Regions from separate parts of the Gossypium arboreum genome. Here region 2 is linked to region 1. Evidence: chromatin contacts called from public Hi-C data. All regions are on one chromosome and are shown on one strand. Each heading gives the region's core, a stretch centred on a gene start, on an enhancer-like site or on the middle of the called end of the contact. The rest is flanking DNA. Distances are from core to core; before and after follow the strand shown. Region 1 holds the start of LOC108473463 (RNA polymerase sigma factor sigA-like). Region 2 holds the start of LOC108470685.

Region 1 (7,928 bases), core at 2,362-4,861:
CATGTAAGACTTTCCTTATCCAAACCATGATAAAGCCGTATAATCTCCCTTTCTCGTTCTCCGAGAGTTATATCGATTAGTCTGTTCACTTCATCCTGTAAATGTAATGCAACATCGAAATCCAGATGCACGACAAAGAAACAGTTAAAAAGTAAAGCTTAGCAGTAGCAGATTTTACATATTATTATATCATAAAATCAGTCTCCGATTTCCCTCTTTATCTAAAATAGCAAGCACTATGAGCCTCACTTCTGGCTGTATCTAAAATATATACCTTGAGTGCCCACTCATCTACTCCATGCCATGGATTGTTTTCTACATGGTTATCTGCAATGTACTGAAAAGATGAAAGGAAAATTGTTAGTAGTCGATAACAGGAAAGAGGAAAAGGGGGATTGAAATTCTATAGAGTTGGTTCATATAAAACATGAACTTACACTATGGTGAGTCTCTCCAGGAAGACCATTCAAAGACGGGAAAGCATCCCTGTCAAGGGAGAAGACCTTACTGACTGCCTGCATTTAGTGAAAAGATAGCATGAGCATGGAAAGTGCAATTGCAATCTATAGTTCCTAGAAAGTAAGTTCCGAAAAAATCGTACCTCTGTGGCATTCCTAACTTTCTTCTGAGACATGTTCAGACTCTCAGCAATCCTCTGAAAGTATAAAAGAATCAATTACTTAAATGATGGCTCGTTGAGAGAATAAGATACTTGGCTACTTGCATAAAGTAAAGACTGGACATAGAAATTAAACATTTATTTATTTTGAAATAAAATGATGCAGTTCAAATCAAGCTAAATGTAATGGGAGCCACTTACATCAATAGTCGGTGTTATTCCTTTCTCCTCCAGCCTATATTTTGCATTTCGGATTAATCCCAATCTTTCATGCAAATATGTAGGCAATCTTAATGTTCTTGAGTTCTCAACCAGTGCTCTAGAAACACCCTGAGATGAAGTATGAACTATGTTAGATTTTGTACAATCATAAGAAGATAAATACAAAGCTACAGAAGCATTAGGTTGTACAATCATAATCGCACATCTCAATTGACAATCTCAGGCACCATGCTCTTGCATCAACGATAATATTAATTTAGAAACTTTTATTTGGTTCAGAGCGAGTAATAACGTGCACAATGTTTCTCAACAAAATTAGATGACTATTACCTGACGTATCCACCAGTACACATAAGTTGAAATTTTATATCCCTTTGAAGAATCAAATTTTTCGATACCACGCAATAGTCCAATCAAACCGCCCTACACATAAAACAACCAAGTTCATAAAAGTTCATAGTTTGATATAGCTAGTGTCAGCAGATTGATTTATCATGCGTCAAAGGCAATTGATGTAGTAGATTACCTGAATAAGATCAGACATTTCAGCACCCATGTTATCATATCTTTGAGCTATTGACATAACCAAGCGAACGTTGCTCATTGCCAATTTTTCTCTTGCCAAAGAACATTCGATTGACCTTGACCGTAACTCAGCACGAGAAACTTTCAAGGAAGTTGCAAGCTGTTCATCAGATGGCTCACATCCCAGTCTCTCCTTCAATCTAGATTTCCAGGAAAACAGTAAGAAACAAGTTTCAAGAATTTAGTGGTTTTGAATTGGAATGATTCATCTAATACAACATCATATATCATGACCTTAATATGTGCTCCTCCAAGGAAAGTCCAGCTTTGATTTTCTTTGACAAGCGCACAACTTCCGCATGGCTAAGCAAATCTTCACTCACTACACCCTTCACATAACCCTTCAAGCGATTTTGGAGCAGCTCTGGCCCGATCAATGATCTTAGCTGCTTAGCGTTAGGTTGTATCATTGATTTATTTTGGCTCAGAATCTTCCTCTTAGTATTGAATCTTCGTTGCCGAGCAGACACCCCAGAACATGTAACAGGTACCTTGCTGTGAGTTTTTCGACTTGGTGATTCAATGAACATCGTCCTCTCAAAAGAAAGTGTCCATTGCTTTTCAAGCATAGACTTTTGAAGCAAAAGAAGAGCCTCTACAGAGCAGTCAAGATCATAGCTTTCTTGTTCTAAGTCATTGGCTCCATGGATCCAAGGCTCTACTGTTGAAATACTGGATGCAGTATCCACATGCCCTTTAAAAGCTTTAATTAACTGCGTGTGCCGATTGGATGATGGAAGATTTTGGCTACAATTAGATGATCTCTTTGCAACTATTAAAGTCTTTGTGGAAGGAGTTTGATAATATGAAGATCCATAATCACCAGCATACGACAGCTTATCTACGGTTTCCGAATAAGAAAAGGAAGAGCTCAAGAGTCTCTTTCCGGTGCTAAGTCCAATCACAGCAGCAGTGGCCATCATACAGATTCTTCTCACTTTGATACAATTACCATCACACAATTTAGCACGCTTGTCAAAATTAAAACAATTCAACCATTATATCCTGAGGCGACTAAGCTAAACAAAATTATTCTCCTCTTGTACTCTAAATCTCCTGTATATCACTGCTACAAAGAGGGTAAAAGAAGCTAGGATTATTTATTTCATATACATAAACTATATGGAAATGAGAAACTAAACTAAAATAGATGGATAAATAAATGAAACAAGTAAAGGAATGAAAAAGGTTGGTTTTTCCCAATCAGTAACACAAGGTATTATCTAATTCAAGTAAATCCAAGAAAGATGTAGCTCAGGATGGTTTGACCAAAATCTTTTTGAAAAAAAACCCTAATTGTATGAGAATCCTACAACCATGTGAACACAACAAATGGTTTGATATTTGAAGTATTTTAAAGCATTAAATGACTGATACTTCAAGATCTGAAACTATTTATAAATAACAAAGAATCTGGAAATTTGAAACACAAAAACTAATTCATTCTTCTATGCTTAATCTTCCTCTAAAACTTATATTTTTAAGCTTATAAACGACCTAATCTTAAGAAATATCCACTAACTTGGATGTCCCCACAACAAAGAAAATTAATTTTTAAGCAGAACCCAAGTTTTATTATTATTATTAAATTGAATTATGATCACAAAGTTCAGTCATTTATGCAAACACATAGCAAACTTATAGCTGTAAATGGAACAACTTTCTATCTCTTTCATCTAAATTATGTATTTTTCACTTGTTTATGAACAAAAACAACAACCCATATCCATGTAAGAGAAGGGGAGAAAATGAACATGAACATCTTATCAAAACAAACTTGATCGAAAGATCAAGGTCTGTAAAAGGCAATGACCAAAAGCTTACCTTAAAAAACTACCAGCTACAACAAGAAGGAAATGAAAGAAACAAGAAGAAGAAAGAAAGACGTGTGTTCCAAAGTGTAAAGTAGAACAGTTAGCAAAGGAAGAGGAAAGAGCTTGGAACCGGTATTCCGGAGTTTGTTTTAGAAACTAGAAGCTTTTTTAGATTTAATAATTTGTAAATATAAATATATATATATAGTGATTATGTTGGGATTTAATTTATGATAAAATTGAAGAAGAAAGGGTGCCAAATGGACATAAAGGATATAGAGAAGATAGATTCCATTGGCTACACTAGATATTGGGTCCATGTTTGAGTGGTGCATAGCTTTCCATTTCGCTTCTCTGTTTTTATTTTTTGGGGATTTTTTTTCTCGGTTTAATCTGTTTCATATATTTGAGGACGGGTTGGGTTTGGGCACCACTAACAAACTAACTAATAACAATGAGCAAATATCGATGAATGATGGGCCCACTTTCCACGTCATCCCCCAACAAACAGTGTGCCTCACTCACGTTACTTCCTTTTTCTTTTCTTTTATATTTTTATCTCAACTAATATTTAAAACTTTTATTTAGTATTATCGGTTGAAAATTAATCAAATCGATTAAAAAATTAAAAAAAACTGTCTATATATAAAACAAATCATATTATTACAAGAGTATTTTTTCTTTTTTTTCCAATAAAAATAATAAAAAAATATTTATGAAGAAATTATATGTAGCTAACATCTTCAAAACCTTAGCTTTACCCTTTAACAAAAAACTTTATTTTAATTTTTATATACTTTAATTTTATTGTAAAAATATTTTCACATGCATATATGTTATTATTAGATTCAAATTGTTTTATTATTTATTAAATATTATTTTAACTGCACATTTATGTTTTAAACATGTGGTTGATAAACGCATACATGAATTCTAAATATAAGGTTGATAGGATTACTAGTACTATATTTAAGGGGTTTAGTAAGTTGTGTCATTCTTCAATCGGGTCCCAACTTAGTTGAGTAAATAACTAAAACCTTTATATTTATATAAAATAATAAATTTATTGTAGGAAATTTTATCATTTCAAATCATATGAAACTAAAATAATGCACTTGATGAGATTTGAACTAAAAACACAATAATTTTCAATGTCTTTACCAATTTAAGTAAAACTTTATTTAATCTTTAAATTAATTTTTTTTGTAAATATATTTGTTATACATATTTTACACCTAGATTGTGGATATAATTTTGTTTGAATGTGGTACAAGCCTTTTTGTTGCTGTTGTTGCCTACTTAAAAGCCTTACATAACCTACCTATTAGTCTCATGGGCTTCAAGTCCTACCAACCCAAATTTTTTTAAAAAAAGAATCATATCTATAACTATATATGAAAAAAAAATCTTAAATGACATATTAAGAGAACTCTAGGATCTTTGTTTATGTTGTAAACTCAATTCATAGGTTTTTGTTGCCATTAATCTATGGGCATCATTCGTTACCACAACATGCAAATGTTTGGAAGTCAATTTTTTGATGTGATTTCCTTATTCCTCAATCAGATGCATGGTCATTATTGAGAACTTTTAATCAGGACTTGTGCTTCATAGCCAAAATCACTTTTCAAAATCAGATACTCTTGAAACGACTATACTTAAAACTCACTTATGTGAATGTTAATTAATGGAGATCCTTGAAAATGTCCACACTTCATGTGGATAAATAATTATGATGGAAATGATACAGTTTGAGAATAAATTGACCATGAACTCGTTAATCATGAAGCTCTAGAATAGCTTGAAAACTTCACTTTTTTAAATCTACCTACCATGCTTTCAGATCATAGCCCTGTGATCTTCTTTTCTGAATTTAAAACACCAATTGGCCAATGCCTATACAAATTTGAAATAATGCGAGATACCCACAAGCAATATAGTTACATTATTCAACAAACTTGCAATTCTCACACAACCGGCTCCCTGACATCTGCCGTAATGCAAAAATTAAAGATCATTTAGTCATCTCTACTTTTGGAACAAAATGATCTTTGTAAACCATAGTACACAATGAGAAAAACTCAAAAAAAATTATGATAATACCAAGATAACCCAACATTTTGCTTCAATGTTAAAGAGAAAAACAACTTCGAGCTAAACTCCTTAACCTCGAGTAGTAAGAACATATTCATTAGGCGTAGAAAGAAATGACTAATTGGATACTAAATGGAGATCAAAATACAAATTTCTTCTATGCAATAGCTGCCAAGCGTTGATCTACTAACCGTATCCTGGGGCTCTTTAATGAGCAAGAATAATGGATAGATAACCATAAAGCAATACATGGCATGATAGTTAGGTATGTTTTCAGTATCTCTTACCATCATTGTTTTTTTTTTTATCTAATGAACTCCATACCTTTCAACTGCACTCCAAGCACAAATTGAAGCCCCTTTTATGGAATATGAAAACATGACTGTTGCATTCCACGTTCACCCATCCAAAGCACTTAGAATAGATGGGAAACTTGGCTTTTTCTACCAAAAATACTAAATATTGTGGGTCGCCTTACAATTCAAGCATGCCTCATATTCCTTAATTTAGGAATTCAACAAAAACATTAATAGCTCTCATTCCAAAACGTTAACAACAACGAAGCCTCAACGTATATCAAATTATCAATCTTTGTAAAGCCATATACATGATATGCTCAAAAGTATTAGTTAACCGTTTCAAACCAATCATGATTGAGGTTATTTCTTCGCACCAAAATGCTTTTATCTAGGATCAGAATATCATGGATAACATTTCTTCTTAGTAGTGAACTAATTCATACCATTTGGAGCAGATAACAAGGCAAGGGCATATTAGCTGCATTCAAAATAGACATGTGTGAAGCTTATGATCGAGTTAGTTGGACTTCTTGCCAAACATTCTGGCATACATAGGGTTCAATGCTCATCAGTTGCAACTAATACTTCACTACGAGTATGATATCTTATCAAGTACTTTTAAATAAGCATAAAGGACTACATTAGGGTGACCCATTATCCATATACCCTTTTCTATTATATCAAAAATGTTCTATCCTTGATGGTTATTTAGGCTGATCACTATTCAAAAGTTTCAGGCCTTCTGAACAAAGACTGTCCACCATTTAACCATCTTATGTTTGCTGATGACTCCTACTTCTTCTTTAATGCCACTATTTGGTTAGCTAGAGCATTGAAAGACATTCTAAAGATGTAGTGTAAATTCTTAAAGTCACTAATCAACTATGCCGAATCATAGATCCTTTTCAAAAAAAATCTAAGAAACCTAATCACAAGAATTGGATTATCGATATCCTCTAAGTTCGTTGCATTGATTGGACTGGAAAATATCTTAGGTGTCAGCGTGATCATATTAATTAGCTAAAACTATTTTTGTTTTGTGATGACCATTCATACAATGTGCACACTTGGCGAACTCTTTGAGAGTGGCGAACTCACGGCACAAGACAGACACATATGGAGGACTGAACCTGGCGAACTCTTCCATATTGGCGAATCATCCAATATTGGTAAACTCTACAATATTGGCGGACTCACAAGAAGTGGCAAGCTCATTACTTTGGCGAACTAAGAATATGAACTAGATTTGAAGAGCTTGCATATAAGTTATGATTATGTTTTCTTTTTTTAAAAGATTTAAAATTTATTAGCATAATATATTTGTTATTTCTTAGCATACAATCTTTGTTATTTCCTTATGTAGTTAGGAGCTTTTCTTGTTATAAATAATCCTGTTTCATTGTTTAATAAAGGTAAGAGTGCAATATATAAAAATTTTAGTAGACAACTTTGTTGCTAAAATTTTGTTTCTTCTCTGCAATTCTTTCTTTCTAGTACCGTAATTCCAACAATTGGTAACAGAGCTACCTTCTTAAAGGCCATTGTTGTCCTTTTTGTGTTATACAAGGCCTCATCGAGCTTTTCTCCATATTCACTAGTTGTTTACAATGGTGAAAACTATCATATTTGGGTTATAAATATGAAGACCTACCTACAAGCTTATGACTTGTGAGAGGTTGTGAATACAAACATCGAGCTCGCACCATTGAGGAACAATACTACATGTAATAACCCATTTTTCAGTAAAATCAGAATAGTGGTTTCAGGACCACAAATCCGACCCAAAAATAAGGTTTATTTTTATTTCATTATATGGCCCATAATATGGTAGATATGTCGTGTGAAAAATTTTTATACGAAAATTTTATTGATTAAGTGCTTAATTACGAGGACTAAATCGTATAAAATGCGAAAGTTGAATTCTTGTAGCTATAAGGATCAAATAGCTAAGGAATTCAAAACTTAAGGTCCCTATATGGTAATTAGACCATTAAGAAAGTATGTAGATTTTTCTTGACGACTCATCCATGGAATTATGGAAAAAGGGCAAGGACTAAATTGGAAATACCAAAATACTTAATTAATTAAAAGATGAAAAGAAATAGATCATCTTATTTTCATCATCTTCAACCTAAAACACATGAAAACCCTAGGAGAGAGAAAAGAAACTTTCAAGGCCTAATTAGGTAAGTTCTCTTGTCCCATTTTTAGTGATTTTGGTATTTTTGAAACCGCGATAGCTTAATCTCTCTATTTGAGAGATTAATTTGAAAATTTATCAAGGTATGAAAATGG
Region 2 (7,928 bases), core at 1,804-4,303, 340 kb after region 1:
TGAGTTATGTTTACAGCCTTCATTTATTTGAATTAAGCTTGTAACTTCGAAATTGCACGTGAACCTACATTCCTAGCCAATGTTTAAAGGTTAATTGAGTTAAGCTTCCAACCCAAGTTATTTAAGACTATTTGAGTCAAAATTGGTTAAGAATTGCATAAATGAAGCCACTAGGCCACACTAAGTCAATTGAAAGCTTATGAGAGTGTGTTCAAAATTTTGGCCAAGTCCAATCTGTCATTATTAACAACAATATAATTGTGCAACAAGATATATGGTGTTCATAAAACGGTAAAATGGTATAACATTAACAAATAAGCTTAATTTTTTTCAAAACTCAAAATTTTCATTTCATATTGAAAAAATGAGTACAACGGTACACAAATTAGGGCATATCATTAGCCCCTTCAGTGTTGCTTGAGGCTTCGTTGCCTCTCACGTTTCTTTTTCCAGTTGTGCTGTTGTCACCTTTGTTGGCAGTAGCAACACTAGTTTCACTTAGATCTTTGCCTAATTAAAAATCTTTACAATTCCTCCATTTGGATGTGAACTCTTCCCATTCAGCTCCAAAAGGGAAGCGGACATCAAATTCCATTTGATCATTGGCAACGTCACAGAGAGCATCAAGATCAACTCTGCGTGCATTAAAAGGGCCACTAGCAACTTGCGTATGCGGCAATATATTGGCCTTCAGCTCAGGCAGGAAGTTGTTAAAATTTTGAAGAGTTTCATTCTTAAAATCTTTCAAAGCTTCAATATGCCTCTGTACTAAACTCACCATTGTAGCCTTCTACTCTTTAGCCATTTTGCTCATAGTGACCTTATGTTCTTCAACCATCTTCTTCATAGTAGCATCCACGCTTTATTTTTCTGTTCTTTCAGCCGCGACCTCCTTGGATAATTTCATTACCTTGCCCTCAACGATCACCAGACGTTTAGCCAAGTCCTTATTCTTCCCCTACATGTCTTGGTTTTCTTCATTTAGTTTGGAATGGAGCTCGCAAGCTCTCTTTAAAGCTCGCATAACATTCTGGTAAGAATCATCGAGCTCCCTCTTGTTGACTTCAACTTCGCTTATACCTTCCTTGAGACCCAAACCAACCATGCTAGCCTTAGCCAAAAGAACTTGTAGGGATAGAGCTAATTCTTGCAGAAAAGGCTTCTTCACACCACTAGACAAACCAACCGAACTCATACGCTCTTTAGCTACTTCTGGCACACAAATCTTCAGGTGGTTGGTGGCATCGTTGGGACTATAAGGGAATTCCATCATGCTCATATGCTCGTGCTAAGGGAACAGTTTTCCAATCTCACCACCTATTGTAACAAATTTTATAGGTGCAGCAGCTACACCATGCTCAACGATAGTGCTAAAAACTCCTTCATTTAAAGTCCCCTTCGTAGTTGGGGGATAAGAAAAAGGATCGACAAGGGGTGAGTTAGCAGGAACAACAGGTAAGCTTACATGAGCAGCAGAAAGTGAGCTCGCAACAGGGGAAATGGGAGTGACAACAACAATAACAAAAGGTCCAGAGCGGTTTGTCCTCTTTTTTCGGCACTGTTCTAATATTTCACTATCTTCTCCTCCTCGCTACTTAGCACAACATTAACATCCCCAATGTTAGTTCTGCGCTTCTTGCGTGTATCCAACATAGAAGCTCGCACGTCCACATATTCGTCGATTTCCCGTGACAAGCTAGTAGACTCCTCCAAACTATCTTCAGTATTGCGAGTTGTGCCTGCACCACCAACAATTCTAAGATCAATAGTAATAGTAAGCAAGTTAGGGTTCACACCACTTCCACATATGGTGAAAGTAGTGAGAACCAAGGGCGATGCCTCATTTTACAGAAGCTATAAAAGTAGTTCTTTGGTTCTTTGTATCCTAACAATATTAGTCCTAGGTCATCTTTGGCTCCATGTGGCCACGTGAACCTCTCAAGTTGCACCCTAACAGCATCAACTACTTCATTATTATCACCCTATTTCCATCCGTTGGGGCTAAATTTTTCCGGATAGTATTGGAATACATTCCCCATGGTCAGGACATCCTTCATATTTCGAACACGCCCCTTACGAAGCCTCTCTAATTATGCCCAACCCCCTTCTATCATAATGTTTCATTAAGTTAAGCACACATCCTTACTCAGCGGGGACCACTCAGTGTGAAAACCGAAGCCATCGACAAGCTTACATTTCACCTGATTATACTTGCTCCGATTCAAACGGAGATTGGAGCACTTATTGAAAATGATAAATTCCACGTCTTTACAAAGGGTGAAATAATATAGACCTGATGACTTCCTTCGATTGTGGGCCTTCAATTGGTATAGACGTTGAAAAACAGCGAGCAGTGGCATCTCATCGCATCGACAACAATCGATAAAGTAGGCCATCACAATCCATCAGGAGAACTCAGATAACTCGTCAAGGGCTATCCCATAATCCTTGAGTAGGTGGCAGAAGAAACAGTATAGATGCAAGTGGAATCAAGCCTCTATTACATGGAGGGGGAGCAGAATACTGTCATCGTTGGTATCGCTCTGTCGATGCGAACCTACAGGAATAAAAAAATCGCATGTGAAATTGGGAATTTTAATTTCTCGTGTAGCTAGGGCACGAAACATTTCCTCACTTTTTGTAGTGCAGGCATAGAAATTAGCCTCAGCAGGAACCTTCGTTGTACGCTGTCACGGTGGATAACTTAGAGTTACCCGACCACTACTACCTCCCCTAGTTTAGGCATGGTCGAAACAGAGGAAAAGAATACCCAAAGAAGAAAAAGTTTACATGGGTTTACCTTTGAAAAAAATGCCTCTCGTCGATCGCAGTTGTTGAGAATTTGTAATCTGTGATTTTTAGGGCTTCTAAAACCCCCCCTTTTAAAGAGTTTCTTGCCTTTGTGCTTTAACGATTCAAATAACCGAAAAGTATGGAATGGTCAGATGCAAGCAGATGTAATCCACTCGTACACGTGGCAAACTAAACGCTATACATTAGTGATCAAAGTGTGTTTAATAAGCCATATAAATTCAAAACATTGGCTATAAGAAATGCCACTTTATAACCCTTGGAGCCAACAGGAGGGATTATATTGTTATGATATTTCTCGTTATCAACTCAGAACTCGAATATAACTTAAACTATCGACTCACGACCTGAAAGAAGGACTAGCAAGCCCAGCTTGCGAGCCCTACATTAGGGGCTCACGAGCCTAACTAGCATGTCGCTAGTTGTTCACAAGTAGAGGTTATGAAGTCAAGCGAGTAGACTAGTGAACACGTGTTAAGTCTAAAATAATATACGTGCCGACATGCATAGAGAGTATCTAGAATGTCACATTCAATGAGTAGTAATCATATTTTATAAATATCCAATTCTCCTAACCTTGAAGGCAACCAAATTATCAAAAAACTTGTGACATTTTTTTTTCTTGCATTTCAATTATTTTTGCGGAAATAAATACATAATCGTTACTCTTATGATTTCGAATCCACAATATAACATTATAATAACCCAATCTTTGCACTCATTATTTCAAGTTCACATTTAACTTACGATTTCAATTTATTAATTTATTTGTCCTAATACATCTGTATATTTCTTTTACCTTAACAGTGAGGGTAATTAATGAAAATGTAAATTGCTTCTTTTTTTTTGAAATTTCGTTGAGAATTTAGGGATTTTTTATGCTCTAAGAAGTATTTAAATACTTTTTAGGGTTAATCACTTAACAGAATCCTTTATTTTGTTCTTTTGTAATCGACTATTAATAATATGATTTTTTTGGGTTTTTTTACAGTGGCTGGATTTGGCAAAAAAAGGGACCTAACTCATCTGAGAAGTAAGAGATCTACGTAGGTGAAGAAGGCAAGAAGCCTTGTTGAAAGCTTTGATGGATTTTAAGTCTTTGATTTCTTTTGATAATGTTTTTATTATACATTACTGGTTTCAAGGATTGGATTGAACTACCATTTTGTTTGCTAGATATTATGTGATATGTTATCGATTATCTTTAACGTTCTCTCTGTTAAGCAAAATGAATGAATCATCCGAGTCTCTGAAATCGAGTCTTAGAGCTTCATATATTAATTTTGTGATATAATAATGGCAGCTATTGCTTCAATTCGACAAATTAGCGGGCAATTACATTCTTTGTCAAAAGGTTTGCTCCATTTTCTCCTTTTTTAAAATTTTCTTTTTCAAGGTTTAATTTAGTTTACTGCATGCTCAAAAATGTATCAATTGAAGGAAAAGGAATATTTTGATTCTTAACCAATTTTCTTTTGACCTTGAATCTTGCTTATGTTGATCACTTTTCTTTTTCAGTTTTTTGTTTTTGATGATTTTGTGATTTTTTTATAGTTAGTGTTAGAGAACTTGAATGCTAAGCTTTACATGAAGTTTTCTTTCATTTGCTGCAATTAAGAGACAGAAGAAAAGAATTTTGAAATTCTAAGTAATTTTACATTCTTTAGTAACATTCAAGAGATATAAATTCTAGGTTTGAAAGATTGACTATAGAGACACCTTGTGAGCCAGTACGCTTGCGAATCCAACAATTCGTGAGCACAAGACCTTGTGAACCCGAACTGATGAGCCACATGTCTGACACGGATAAGATATCTGTCATTCAGATGGTACACATATCCATTCCTCAGACATGACAGCCCATACCTATGGCAATAAGTCATTAATAGATTGGCTAAATTCCAAGGAGTTTGGAACCAATATATGAGTGAAACATGACATCTTGAGAACTATCAGAAACAACCCCTTGAAAGTTTATTGGCATCAAAAATAGGGGCTAAAAGCCTAAGACATTCTTCCCTCTAGCACTCTCAACTCTCTCCTCTCTTCTCCAATTTTTTCTTGACATCCACATTCCGATTATCTCAACTCTCTCACAGCTTTCCCCCAGTGGGTGAACCGTCACAAATTGCCGCAACCTCCTCCTTGTATCAACAATATATATAATCAGAATTTTTTTTCCTTAGATAGAAATTGTAAACTCTAATATGTCAAAGTTGGTGACAAATATTATTTTGCTTGTTATTGCAGGGAATCTTTACTCAGGTTGTGTTGTTTTTGTCCAAAATGAGTCCTTTTTTCCTAGATCATGCCTTGATTGTATCACATTTACAAGCCAGAGAAGCTACAGTGCTGTGAGGCCTTCATTACATGCACTATGTGTAACCTCTCCTCCTGCTTTTTCATTGCTGGCGAAGCAGAATGTATTTCAGCTTCACAACATACTTGGTAAATGGTTGCATGCAAGATATTTGAGTAATGCATCAATTGAGCTAAAGACAGATGAGGATGTTATCAGGTTTTCTTTTAATAAGCTGGTCGGTAGATTAGCCTCCATAAACAGAAAGAGGAAAATGTCTAGAAAGGCAAAAGTGAATGAGCTTCGTTTCTATCGTCTAAAGGCCAAAAAGAAGATGGATTCACCAAATCCAGAAGTTAGGATTAGATATAAACTCGAGAAGGTTAGATAGCTTCTCATTTTTACTATAGTTCATATTTTGGTTAAGAGTTGTTATCCTTTTCTTGGATGTGAGGTTTCTTAGTAGTCACTAATAAAGTCTAACATGTTGGGTTTTTTCCCCCCTCGTTCTCTCTTTACTAGTTCATCTTCACTTAGTTTTATGAATTTATTCCAAAAAGATTTCTTTGATTGTTATTTCTGTAAGTACTCCAGGCCAAAAGAAAGGAAGCATGGTTGATCGAAAAGTTGAGAAAATATGAGGTTCCCAAGGCCCCAGCTGAAGAATATGATCCTGAAATTTTAACTGAGGAAGAGATACATTACCTAAAGCGTACTGGTGAGAAGAAAAAAAACTATGTTCAAGTTGGAAGACGAGGAGTATTTGGAGGTGTTGTTCTCAATATGCATCTGCATTGGAAGAAACATGAAACTGTGAAGGTCATTTGCAAGCCTTGCAAGCCAGGGAAGGTTTATGAATATGCTGATGAACTTGCTCGACTTAGCAGAGTTATTATGATTGACATCAAACCTAACAATACTATAATTTTTTACCGTGGAAAGAATTATGTGCAACCAAATATTATGTCTCCAGCAGATACCCTGTCCAAAAACAAAGTAATATTTCTTGGCTTTCTTTGGTCATCTGTTTATTGCTTATATATTTGATGTTTCCTAAATTCTCCTCCTTGAGTATTATTTGGCGGTAATTTGTGATTTCTCATTTCCATTCAGTCATGCTAGCATCAATGCATGGAACTACTAATGCATCAGGGTTATTTATTTATTTATTTTATGTTTTGTGTGTGTACAAAGTAAAAAGGTAGTTCGGCTCTGTTTGTGTTTGTAGATATTTATGCTTCAAAGTTATGACTGGAATTTTAGGCTGGTTTAGCATCTTAAGACCTGTTGTAGTTGGGTGTTTATTTGTACCATAGTGGTAAACACAATTCAGTGTTACTCCCATTGTCATATTGAAATGCATCTAAATAAATATTCTCTCTTTAGAGAAGTTGTTTTCTGTTTGACAAGGATACTGTAGTTTACTTGTGGCTGACTCATTAGGTAAACAGTTCATCAGTTTTTTATTCTGATGCGTGATATCAATATAGATTACCTTTTTCTACTCAAATATTGCTGGCTCTGGAAAAATACAAGTACGAACAATCTCTCGATCATACAAGTGAATTCATTGAGAAGTTGGAGAAAGAGCTGGAAGAGTACCTTGAGCATAAAGCTCGGTACCATAAAGCAAAAGAGAGTGAACCACAGGATTTCCCAGTAAGTATATTACAACATCAATTGCAAAATAATTGCCACATTTCGGTTTCTAGAAAGCGTCCTTATGAGTAGATTTTCGACTTTTGCTTTCTAATCATTTCATGTTGTTGCAGTTATGCATTAAAAACCCCTTTTCCAAAGTTACACGATCTCAGTGTATGTGCATCAGCATCTGTTTCACTTGTGTCTCATGGGACAAGTAATAATTTTTCTGTTTATCGGTGAAACTGGGTAATAAGCAGGCATAAGGATGATAGAAGATTGCAAATAATGACCGTAAGAAAAATCATTTGGGTTTTGTTACAAAGAAAAAGAAAATTGCAAATGCATACACCTCCGATTGTTGCCACCAAAGCCTTATTGTTTTCTCATTGCTTTGACCACAAAAGGAAATTGATTGAGCTTATGGTTTCTATACTTCTAAAATAACTCCTGATTATATAGTTTGGTGATTAAGTCGGGTCATATTGTCTCTTTAGGCCTATTGGATCTCCTGGCTTAGTATTTGTTATGATATTTTCTTTCTCCCCTTTATTTTTGGATTATATCTACTTGTTATTGTTTCGAATGTGATTTCGTGAATCTGTTGGTTCAGTTCAATGCTTTCTTTTATCCCTCTTTGATCAAGGCTTGTCTATTTCAATGCAGGACGATAATGGATGCATCTCAACTTTGAGTTAAATAATCATCTTCTTGACTGGATGATACAGACCGCAAGCAAAACATTGATAAGTGTTTTATTCGGTTGATGACATCAAGTTATTTCTCATGCCGCAAGCATTCAGTCAACTTTTGACCTTATGAAGTTCCAATTTGAGAGTAATTTTATTATATAACATCAACTCTCAAATTTTTTTTTAATAAAAATGTCCAACTATACGACCTTAAATCTTACAAAATAAAAATAAAAAACTATTTATTGACATAAAATTTCGTCACTGGTTTTAAACATAAAACTACCAACAAATGGGATACAACGACGAAATGTACTGAACTAAGATTTTTCTGGGTTTGCAAAACTAAGTTTCGGTATGGGTATGTTTTCTGGGATTTGATTCCATTTTCCCAATGGGTGAATTTGACTTTGGTATGCCTTTTTGATTGGGATTCCATGTTTATTATCTGTGTAGTCTCTGCTTTGATTTTGTATTGGGATTTT

Evidence for each region. A called contact is a pair of places that touch in the nucleus more often than the background predicts.
Region 2: a contact with region 1 is called in a Hi-C map of leaf, with 3 times the contacts expected there. The contact joins the promoter of LOC108470685 here to the promoter of LOC108473463 in region 1. A contact is called at or near these places in 2 of 5 Hi-C or Micro-C datasets (both in leaf).

Annotation. Positions count from the first base shown.
Region 1 is chr11:91,385,630-91,393,557 of ASM2569848v2, forward strand. LOC108473463 (RNA polymerase sigma factor sigA-like) reads right to left here and starts at 3,612. Exons shown (of 10, transcript XM_017775029.2): 1 at 3,251-3,612; 2 at 1,661-2,492; 3 at 1,368-1,566; 4 at 1,172-1,264; 5 at 821-949; 6 at 602-655; 7 at 438-515; 8 at 275-337; 9 at 1-95. The coding sequence starts at 2,349.
Region 2 is chr11:91,721,370-91,729,297 of ASM2569848v2, forward strand. LOC108470685 reads left to right here and starts at 3,054. Exons shown (of 8, transcript XM_053021321.1): 1 at 3,054-3,111; 2 at 3,850-3,870; 3 at 4,115-4,165; 4 at 5,062-5,492; 5 at 5,705-6,106; 6 at 6,601-6,769; 7 at 7,418-7,588. The coding sequence starts at 3,054. The coding sequence ends at 6,675. LOC108474173 (a long non-coding RNA gene) reads right to left here and starts at 2,951. Exons shown (of 3, transcript XR_001869863.2): 1 at 2,801-2,951; 2 at 2,294-2,557; 3 at 470-1,739.